Linked DNA regions of Gossypium hirsutum: region 1 is linked to region 2. The links are chromatin contacts, called in public Hi-C maps. All regions are on one chromosome and are shown on one strand. The core of a region is the stretch at or near the end of the contact, and the rest is flanking DNA. Distances in the headings are between cores, read along the strand shown. Region 1 holds the start of LOC107887116 (transcription factor MYB124). Region 2 holds the start of LOC107887157 (protein KINESIN LIGHT CHAIN-RELATED 3).

Region 1 (4,383 bases), core at 1,834-4,333, 620 kb after region 2:
GCAAGGAATTCCTTGGCCTTTATACCAGATATAGAATTTCATTACCATGATTTTTGTTTGCACTGGAAAGAGCCCTTGTTTCCTCCTCGGTACTGCAATTCTGCTCTCCAATATGATTTGACAATATATCTGGGTGCAGTTCATCTATTTTAGCCTGAGTCTTTTCTCCTCGTTCCCCAGCTGGATGAGGCATAATTGTTGACCCTGTACTGTATTCAGAACTGGAAGGAGATACCTCATAGAGATCAGGTTGCCTGCAACACATTAATCATCAGTTAGTGGTGAGTATGAAACCTTACTAAATCTGAACTTTAACTGATTTATCTGTTACCTCCAAGATTGTTGACTTCCCTCATTACTACTCCTTAAATCCTCAAGCAAGTCTTTGAAATCTTCAATTTGAAAATCAATATCAGAGATTGTATATCTGAAGGTGTCATTTTCTTTACTCTGATTCAAAAAATCTTGAAGGACCTGGAAATAAAATTTATTAGGATGAAAGTTAGGGACATACAGTGCATAGATTGAACTATAAACCCCACAATATTTAAATTTTAGCACTTTACCTATGGAGAAGCAACATGTTGATAGTATTATTGGATGTTGAATTGATGATAAAACAAAACCAAGATAGAAACTAAAATCATATCTCACCTTCCAAGCATTTTCCAGACTCTCTTCTGTACCGTCTGTGTTAACCTTCAATGCAAGTGAGCTGAGTAGCTCCGCTTGCTGCATCAAAGCAGTTATCTTAGGATCATCCTTTTTGAGAAATGTTCCTTGAGTTCTATAACTCTGAGCTGCAAATGAATAAAGGAGAAGAAGAGTGCAAAATGCTATATTACGAGAACAATTATAGAGGACTGAATATACATACAGTTTTGGCTAAACTGAAAAATAATGTAACTATCATAAAAATCCACTTTGCAGGTGATTTACCATCATCGGAGACATCCTTAACCTTGTTGACCTGAGGTTGCACCAAGTTATTCGCATTGTGGAGATTTTGACCCAATACAGCAAATGGGTGCCTTAGCTGCTGATTGATGATTGTTCCAGATACTCTATGTGCTCTATCTCCAAAGTTGCAACTTTCAGTGAGATCAGGAATGTGGGATCTCCTGAAATGGGGAAATAAAAAGGATTTCGACTTGAGGCCATTACTATGTATATACATAATTCTACATTTATCATTTATGCTATGGTACCTCATTCTCTTAACAGGGGCAGCACTATCAGTTGTTCCATCTGTATTGAACCCATTTTGGAGTAAAATTCTTTTGTTATTAGGATTTATACATGAATTACTATTCTCTTTGGCCAAAGCTTCATATTTGGCTCTCTTCTTGCACAGTGTGGAGAAACGATTTTTAACAGCATTATCAGTTCTGCATTAACCACGTAATCAGTAAAGGTTAATAATCTACAACAGAAAATGGAAAAATGACAGTTGAAAAGAGATCAATTTTCTGCACTAGAGGATTTTTTTCCAAAAAAATCATAGATATATATACCTGCCTGAAACCACCTTTGCTATTTCTGTCCATCTATTGCCAAATATTTTTTGAGCCTGCAAATCACCTTAAGTCATCAGCACATTCAGGATCTACAGAAACACTTATCCAAACTGAAACTAAGTGGCTGTTTTTTGCCCTACTTTTGAAAGACCAAAACTGTGTCAATTAGTTTAAGGTCTGGCCTACCTCTCTATATATTTGTTTTTCCTGTTTGGAAAACTCAAAACCTACTGTACCAGTAACATGCAATAGCCTGATACAACTGATCAATGAAAGTAACATTTCCTCCAAATAAATCATCAGAAGATAAGTTCTTGAAAAATTCATTTCAAGTTTTATTAAAGTAACACTGACCCCATTTAACTTGAATGGAAATGGAGGTTTTAAACTTATTTAATTACCTCACATAAAAGCATATCTTCCTCTGGTGACCATCCTCCTTTCTTGAAATCAGAATTCAAGTATGTGTACCATCTGTGTGTTTGTTGTGACAAAAAAAGACATTAGATTAAAAAGTCAAACAAGACTGAAAGTGATCAAACTTTTGGACTCATCATGGTTTCACCAACCTTCTTCTGCACTGCCTTGTGGTTTTATCCTTGAATTTAGAGGCAATGATCGCCCAGCTGCACTCAAACATTTAAACCAACACAAATCCATTCAATTTCATCCATCATTAAAAAATAACAAACAAACCCTTCAAATGAACGAATGAATGAATAAAAGGCTCACTTTTGAGTTCCATGTAAACTGATTTGTTCTCGAAGTATATCATCTTCCTGCAAACACCCCCCCCCAATATCAAATTAATAAGAACCCCCCAAAACAAAGAATCAATCAATCAAATAATAAACAAAACAGAGGGAACCAAAGAAGAAAATTATTTTAAAAAAGAAAAGAAAACCTCTTGAGCCCACGTCACTATGTGACGCTCCTTCTTCTTGGAATCTTCATTGCCACCATTCTTGTTCTTTGTTTCCTGCATATTCTTTTTCTTCTTTACTCTAATCTCTGTCGCTCTTAGTTGCTGGCCTTCCTTGACGCTCCCTTCCCTTTTATTAAAACCCAAGTGGCATCCTCAAAAAGCCAACCCTTTATTATAAAAAAAAAACCATGAAAAAGGGAACCAATGCTTCCACTTCCCTCTCTTTTATCTTTTTTACTACAAAACTCACTGTTGGGTTCAAACGGAATCCTTATTACTCTCAATAACTCTATGCTTTGTTTCCCCCTTCTACTCCGTTATTCCTCGGATGCTAACCCTTTCTTTTTCCTGTTTATACTTAGAAAATAGAATCACAACGTCTCCACCAATTATATGGTCAATAAAAGCTTGAGCTTTGTGATTCAAATGTACATGTATATACGTAGAATCGAAAAGGGTAGATCTATAATGGATAAAAAGAATTAAAACTTTAAAGAGAAGGGAAATGGAAGAGTGATGGAATGATGAATCTGAAAGAATATATATTTTGGGCTTTTTTCTTTCAAATAAAGAAAGAAACTTTTTGGAAAAATACTCTCTTTCTTGCAAGGGGTTTTTTAGGATTTATTTTGTTGATTTCAAAGAATGGAAAATAAGAGCTAAAAAATATTAATTTAAATCAACGGATTCTTGCTTTAGTGCGCGGGTATGAAGAAGAGTTTGAAAATATTAAAAGAAAAAGAAAATTAAATAAATAAATAAATAACGCCGAATTTCATGACGCTGTTGTGTTGTGTCTTCAATGAATGCCCTGGACACTTACCCCACTCAGCTCCTAAAGCAAACCCTATTTTTACTATTTTCTTATTTTTATAAATTTAATAATTTATCCATTTTCTTTTCTTTTTTTTCCCTGAACTATAATGATTTTAGCGGACATAAAAACTGATGAACCTTCGTATTTCTTCACATCACAGCTCTTCTTCTTTTTTATATATATATTTTCCATTTAAATCTATCGGTTTTCTTATTTTGGAGGGTGAATTTTAGTTTTCAAAATTCAAAACAAGCCCCAGGCGCAACATATTCACGTGAGAGAAACGCGTGTGTTGATTGGATGTAATGCCTGTGTATCAGTCAACGTTGATGGTTTTCATTGGGCAGTGCAACCCACGTGAATTGCTTGCATCATTGGAATTGGGGCTTTTTATTATTGTTTTTGGCTTAATTTTCTGACGCAACAAGTTCTTTTTTATGGCATTTTGTTAGTGTTATTTTTTGTTCTTAAAAATGGGATGCTTTTGCTTTCGTATTCATTCGGATTTTCTCACTTTCCATTTGTTTGGTTGTTTGTTCATGTGAAGCTTATGAATTCCATTTAGATTTTTAGAGGGAAAAATACCAAATCAAAATAGGAAACTTCTCTTTTGGTTATTGGTTTGGATATTTAATGATCCAACACAAACATTGTTTGTCTTTTCTAAAGAAGAAAATGACAATATATATTCCAAATTCAACATTTTTACCTTGAATATTCTATTATTATTTTATTTATTACAAATACCAACTTTAAATTTTTTAACTCATGATTTTGGACATCTTAATGCATTTATATCACTTTTTAAAAAAAATTAGTTTTACATTCTTTCGTAATTTTTTTTATATTTTAACAATTCAATTATCATCTTTTATTAAAGCGGGCAAAACAGACCTGAGCCCAAAAATTCACCTATGCCAATTCAAGCTTATAACGATTAGAATTCGAGGAAATCCAAATCCGAGATAGATCCAACCTAAAACTCGAATTTATGAAAATATATATTTTAAATATTATATAAATATAATTATATTAAAATTTTATAAATAATAACACTAAATTATAAATTAAAATAAATTTTGAAAACATTAATTATGGATATACAATAATTTTTAATGCAATTA
Region 2 (4,182 bases), core at 697-3,196:
ACTTCAAAACCAGTGCTGTAACAGGTTATTGAGTTCTCAAGCTGTCCTAGCATGGCATAAGTGTCACCCAACTGCATATGACCAGCAAACTTAGCCAGGGCATGCTCTTGGCCTTCCTCAATCACTGGAATCTCAATTGATTGTTCAAGAAGAGGAATTGCCTCATTGTACTGGCCTAGGCTGCAATATATAGCTGCAGTGACATGTAAACACATGACCAATTCTAAATTGGGTTTTCCACTGCTACAAAGTTCATACGATTTGGCTGCTCGAAGTGCTAGTTCAAGAGCTTTCTGGGGATTGTCTCCTGCAGACACCAAATCCCTAGCTTGTTTGAGTAGAAACGGCCCAAGATCAGGATTACCTAACCCCGACTCGGAAGCATCCTCGGTTCCATTTTGTAGCTTTGATCCTTTCCCTTTCTTCATGGGTAAGACTCCCGTGTTTGGTTTCTTCAGAGTCTTAACTTTCCCCTTATTGATGGGAGGTTTCTCAGGTGGAGTTTTCCCCTTAACATTGGGTTTTGTTGATTCTTCAGAGTCCAGTTGTGTCCGAGACACTTTCTTCACATCACCTGAAGAAATGGATTTTACACCTGTGGGTCGGGGCTTGTCCAACAGCCCCGACTTCTTACCATTCGATGAGCTTCCCTTCTTAGAAGATGAATTACTACGACTATCATCTTCTGGTTTATCCACCTCCTGTTCCTCCCCTTTCATTATCTCAACTTCTGTACTCTCTCCTCCAGCAAGATGGTGCAATTCCGAATCAATCCTCGACTCTTCACCATATGATCCAAAGCTCTGCCTCGAAGGTGACTGATCAGAACTCTGCATATCACATACATTCTCATAAAGCTGCTCAATGGAGGTCTCAACCTGAACCATCCTATCACCACGAGGGCTTTGCGGACTTGGTGTTCTCTTGGAAACCGAATTTTCCTTAACACGTGCAGAAGTCCCTTTCATTTCATTCAACACACCCTCTTCTTTAATTTCATCGATGAGAACACCTGGCATCAGTATGTGCCAAAACCCACAAATATCCTAAACTTATCACCACCAAATTGGTTTCCAATTCAATTCAATTAAATTGGTTCCCAATTCAATCCTATCTTATCCTATCAAACAATTGAAACGCCAGATCCAAGCAAGAGAAAGCATAAATTTTGTAACACACCCAATTTTATAGCAACCTATAAAAAAAAAAAACACCACCACCATAAGTTAAACCTTTTAGCTCATCATAACAATTTCTCCCACATATTCATTAAACTCATCAATCAGATCTTCCATGATTAAATCCGCTCAAATATTCATTAACTCATCATCAACAAAAATAAAGAAAGATAATCATAAGAAACCAACATAAATAAACAACAATCATTTAACCCCCAACTAATATCACAAATTATAAATAAAATGAAAAAGAAAAAAGAGCAAAGCCATTAGAATACCTCAATAAAACAGTCATGAAACAAACAAGGTGACATCTTTTCTGGGTTTCTCATAAAAACGACAAATGTCAGGAGACCGACAAAAAATTGGATTTATACACACAGGAAGAAGAAAAAAAACCTTTTGGATGCTTGGAAAAAAATAAATAAATAAAGCCGGAGAGTTGGGAGGGACACAGAAGAGGGAAATCCAGGGAAAGTTAAAAAGGAAATGAAGGTGTAAAAGGCTATAAAAAAATGTGGGTGGTAATTAATTGTGATAAAAAAAAAAAACAAATGGCTAATTATATATGCATAGGCAAAGTGGCAGGGGTTAGATAGAATGTCAGATTGGAAAGGGAGTGACTTCTCCCCAAACCCAAAGCCCTGCGCGGCCTGCAACCGCAACCTGAACTGTCAAACTGTATATGTTTTTTTTCATGGGATCTTTCCACGTGGCAAGTTGTTAATGGTCAGTGGACTTTTCAGTTGCCCAACAATGGGGTTCGGACAGGTTGGGATTATGAAATTTGAGAGCCTGTTTTGACTTTGTATTGTGGTTTTATGTCTTTTTTTTTCCTTTCATACGGACAAACTGTCACAATCCTCTTCAAGTTTACTTCCCTTCTCTTTCACTTCAAAATCTGCAGTATCTCAATTAGTCACCCTCTTCTTTGGTGAAGCAAACCCCTCTTTCTCTCGAGATCAAACACTGTGGCACCAACTTTAAATAACATATTGGGTACTTTCTAGGAATTATGTACCTTTAGTAAAAATAGTTTGAGGTCATAGATTAGGGAAGATGTATGGATTTGTCGGTGGAGAGTTGAGGGGTTTTTATAATTAAAAGCTTCTATTGGATTACAAATAAAACTAACCCTATCTTTGGAAATGATTAAACGTTTTGTAAAGAAAAAGAAACCAACCTCTTTAATTGTATTTGTACCCCCCCCCAAGATAACAATTTGCTTTTTTATTTATTTATTCTGCTTTCTTTTTACTCGCATTTCATTTTATTTTTGTTACTTTTACAAAATTTAAAATTTAGTCACTAAATTTTTATTTTTAAGATTTTAAAATACAGATTCAATTCTTAACATTTTTATTTTAAAATTTTTTGGTGTGATTTTTAAAGAAAAAAACTCAATTAAAAAAAATATGATGTACCAATGAGTGTTATGTGCAATGGTAAGATACATAGCACTTCCAGGGGCGAAGCCAGAAAAAAATTTTTGGGGGGGGGCCGAAGGAAATTTTAATTTTTTATAGTCTATATATTTATAATTTTTAAATGATTAAATTGAATTTTTATAATTTTAGGTGGGCCAAAGTACAATTTTACTTTTACTAATTTAAAATTTTAAAAAAATCTAAAGGGCCTAAATGAAAATTTCCCATTTGAGAGGGGGCCGGGGCCCATGCCTGCCCTCCCTGGTTTCGCCCCTGAGCACTTCTAAGGTAAAATGTAGTTTCGAACCTTAGACATAATATTATTGGAAGTGACAATTACAAAACTTAAACATAGAGACTAAACAATGGATATGAAGAATACAAAATTTATAATTAGCTCAAATATAAAAATGAATAATAAAAAAAATTAACTTAAATTTAATAATTTTAACAATTACATTTAAATTTAAAAAGCTAAGAAATAGAACCAAATTTTTTTTTAAAAAAAAACCTAATTCTAAATTTTAGTTGCTTACGAGATATTTAAATTAATTTACCTTCGTGATTTCATTCGATGCATATTAGTTAAAATCTTTATTGATCTCTTTAGATTGTGGTTGCCAGATGACGTGGTCAATCGTATCATTAGTATTCATCTTCCTTCCGAGTTTGCTGGGCCTGATATTCTTTCCTGGTCCAGAATTACGTCTGGTGTCTTCTCAGTAAAAAGTGTTTATTTTTTGCTCAAGGAGGAGTCTTGGAACCCGAAAGACGCGAATTGGAACATTGTTTGGAAAATTCTAAGACCACAACGTGTTAGACAATTTTTCTGGTTAGTTCTCAAGCAGTGACTTTTAACTAATTTAGAAAGGGTTAGAAGGGGTGTTGCGCAGGACGGCTCGTGTTAGCTCTGTGGTCACTCTATGGAGGATACCCTTCATACTCTCAGGGATTGTTCTTTTGCAAAGGAAGTATAGAACCAAGTTATTCCTTTCAATCAGTCTGGCAGGTTCTTCGCTGGTAACACTTCAGAGTGGTTGTTCTTGAATTTGCATTCCTCTCATTCTCTTGACATAAGGGACTCAAATTGGACTATCTTTTTGGGATTCTCCTTTAGCAAATTTGGAAGAATCGGAATACATTCATTTTTCAAGGACATTCCATGAGTCCTAACGACATTATTAATATCTCTTATAGTTGGGCAAATCATTTTTCCTCTACTTATAAAGCAACATTAGAGCACCGCCCAATTCAGTCAACTTCTCCTCAGAGCTCAGGTATGTGTTTTTACCTTAATACCGATGGTGCTATTCACTCTGTCTCTAGTTTCTTTGCTACAGGGGGAGTAATTTACGATGGTAAAGGATAATGGATTTTAGGATATAACCGAGATTTGGGAAAATGTACAGCAGCAGTTGCGAGCTGTGGGGAATTTCGGATGGGCTTCTGCTCCTTCAGAAACAAGGATATGTTAAGGTCATTATTCAGTCCAATAGCCTTTAAAGTGTTCTTTCTCTTCGTGACAGCAAGTCTGATGGTCCAAAGAGCTCCCTGATAATGAGGATTCACCAAATCCT

The links. A called contact is a pair of places that touch in the nucleus more often than the background predicts.
Region 1: a contact with region 2 is called in a Hi-C map of hypocotyl, with 3 times the contacts expected there. The contact joins the promoter of LOC107887116 here to the promoter of LOC107887157 in region 2. A contact is called at or near these places in 7 of 34 Hi-C or Micro-C datasets (callus, fibers, hypocotyl and 1 more).

Annotation. Positions count from the first base shown.
Region 1 is chrA03:57,340,251-57,344,633 of Gossypium_hirsutum_v2.1, forward strand. LOC107887116 (transcription factor MYB124) reads right to left here and starts at 3,084. Exons shown (of 12, transcript XM_041096261.1): 1 at 2,422-3,084; 2 at 2,250-2,296; 3 at 2,087-2,143; 4 at 1,919-1,991; 5 at 1,515-1,570; 6 at 1,209-1,388; 7 at 940-1,121; 8 at 655-800; 9 at 332-474; 10 at 46-254. The coding sequence starts at 2,502. LOC107887118 (a long non-coding RNA gene) reads left to right here and starts at 181. Exons shown (of 2, transcript XR_001681006.2): 1 at 181-281; 2 at 931-1,296.
Region 2 is chrA03:56,721,920-56,726,101 of Gossypium_hirsutum_v2.1, forward strand. It overlaps LOC107887157 (protein KINESIN LIGHT CHAIN-RELATED 3), which reads right to left and starts at 1,947. Exons shown (of 3, transcript XM_016811311.2): 1 at 1,457-1,947; 2 at 1-1,195. The coding sequence starts at 1,019.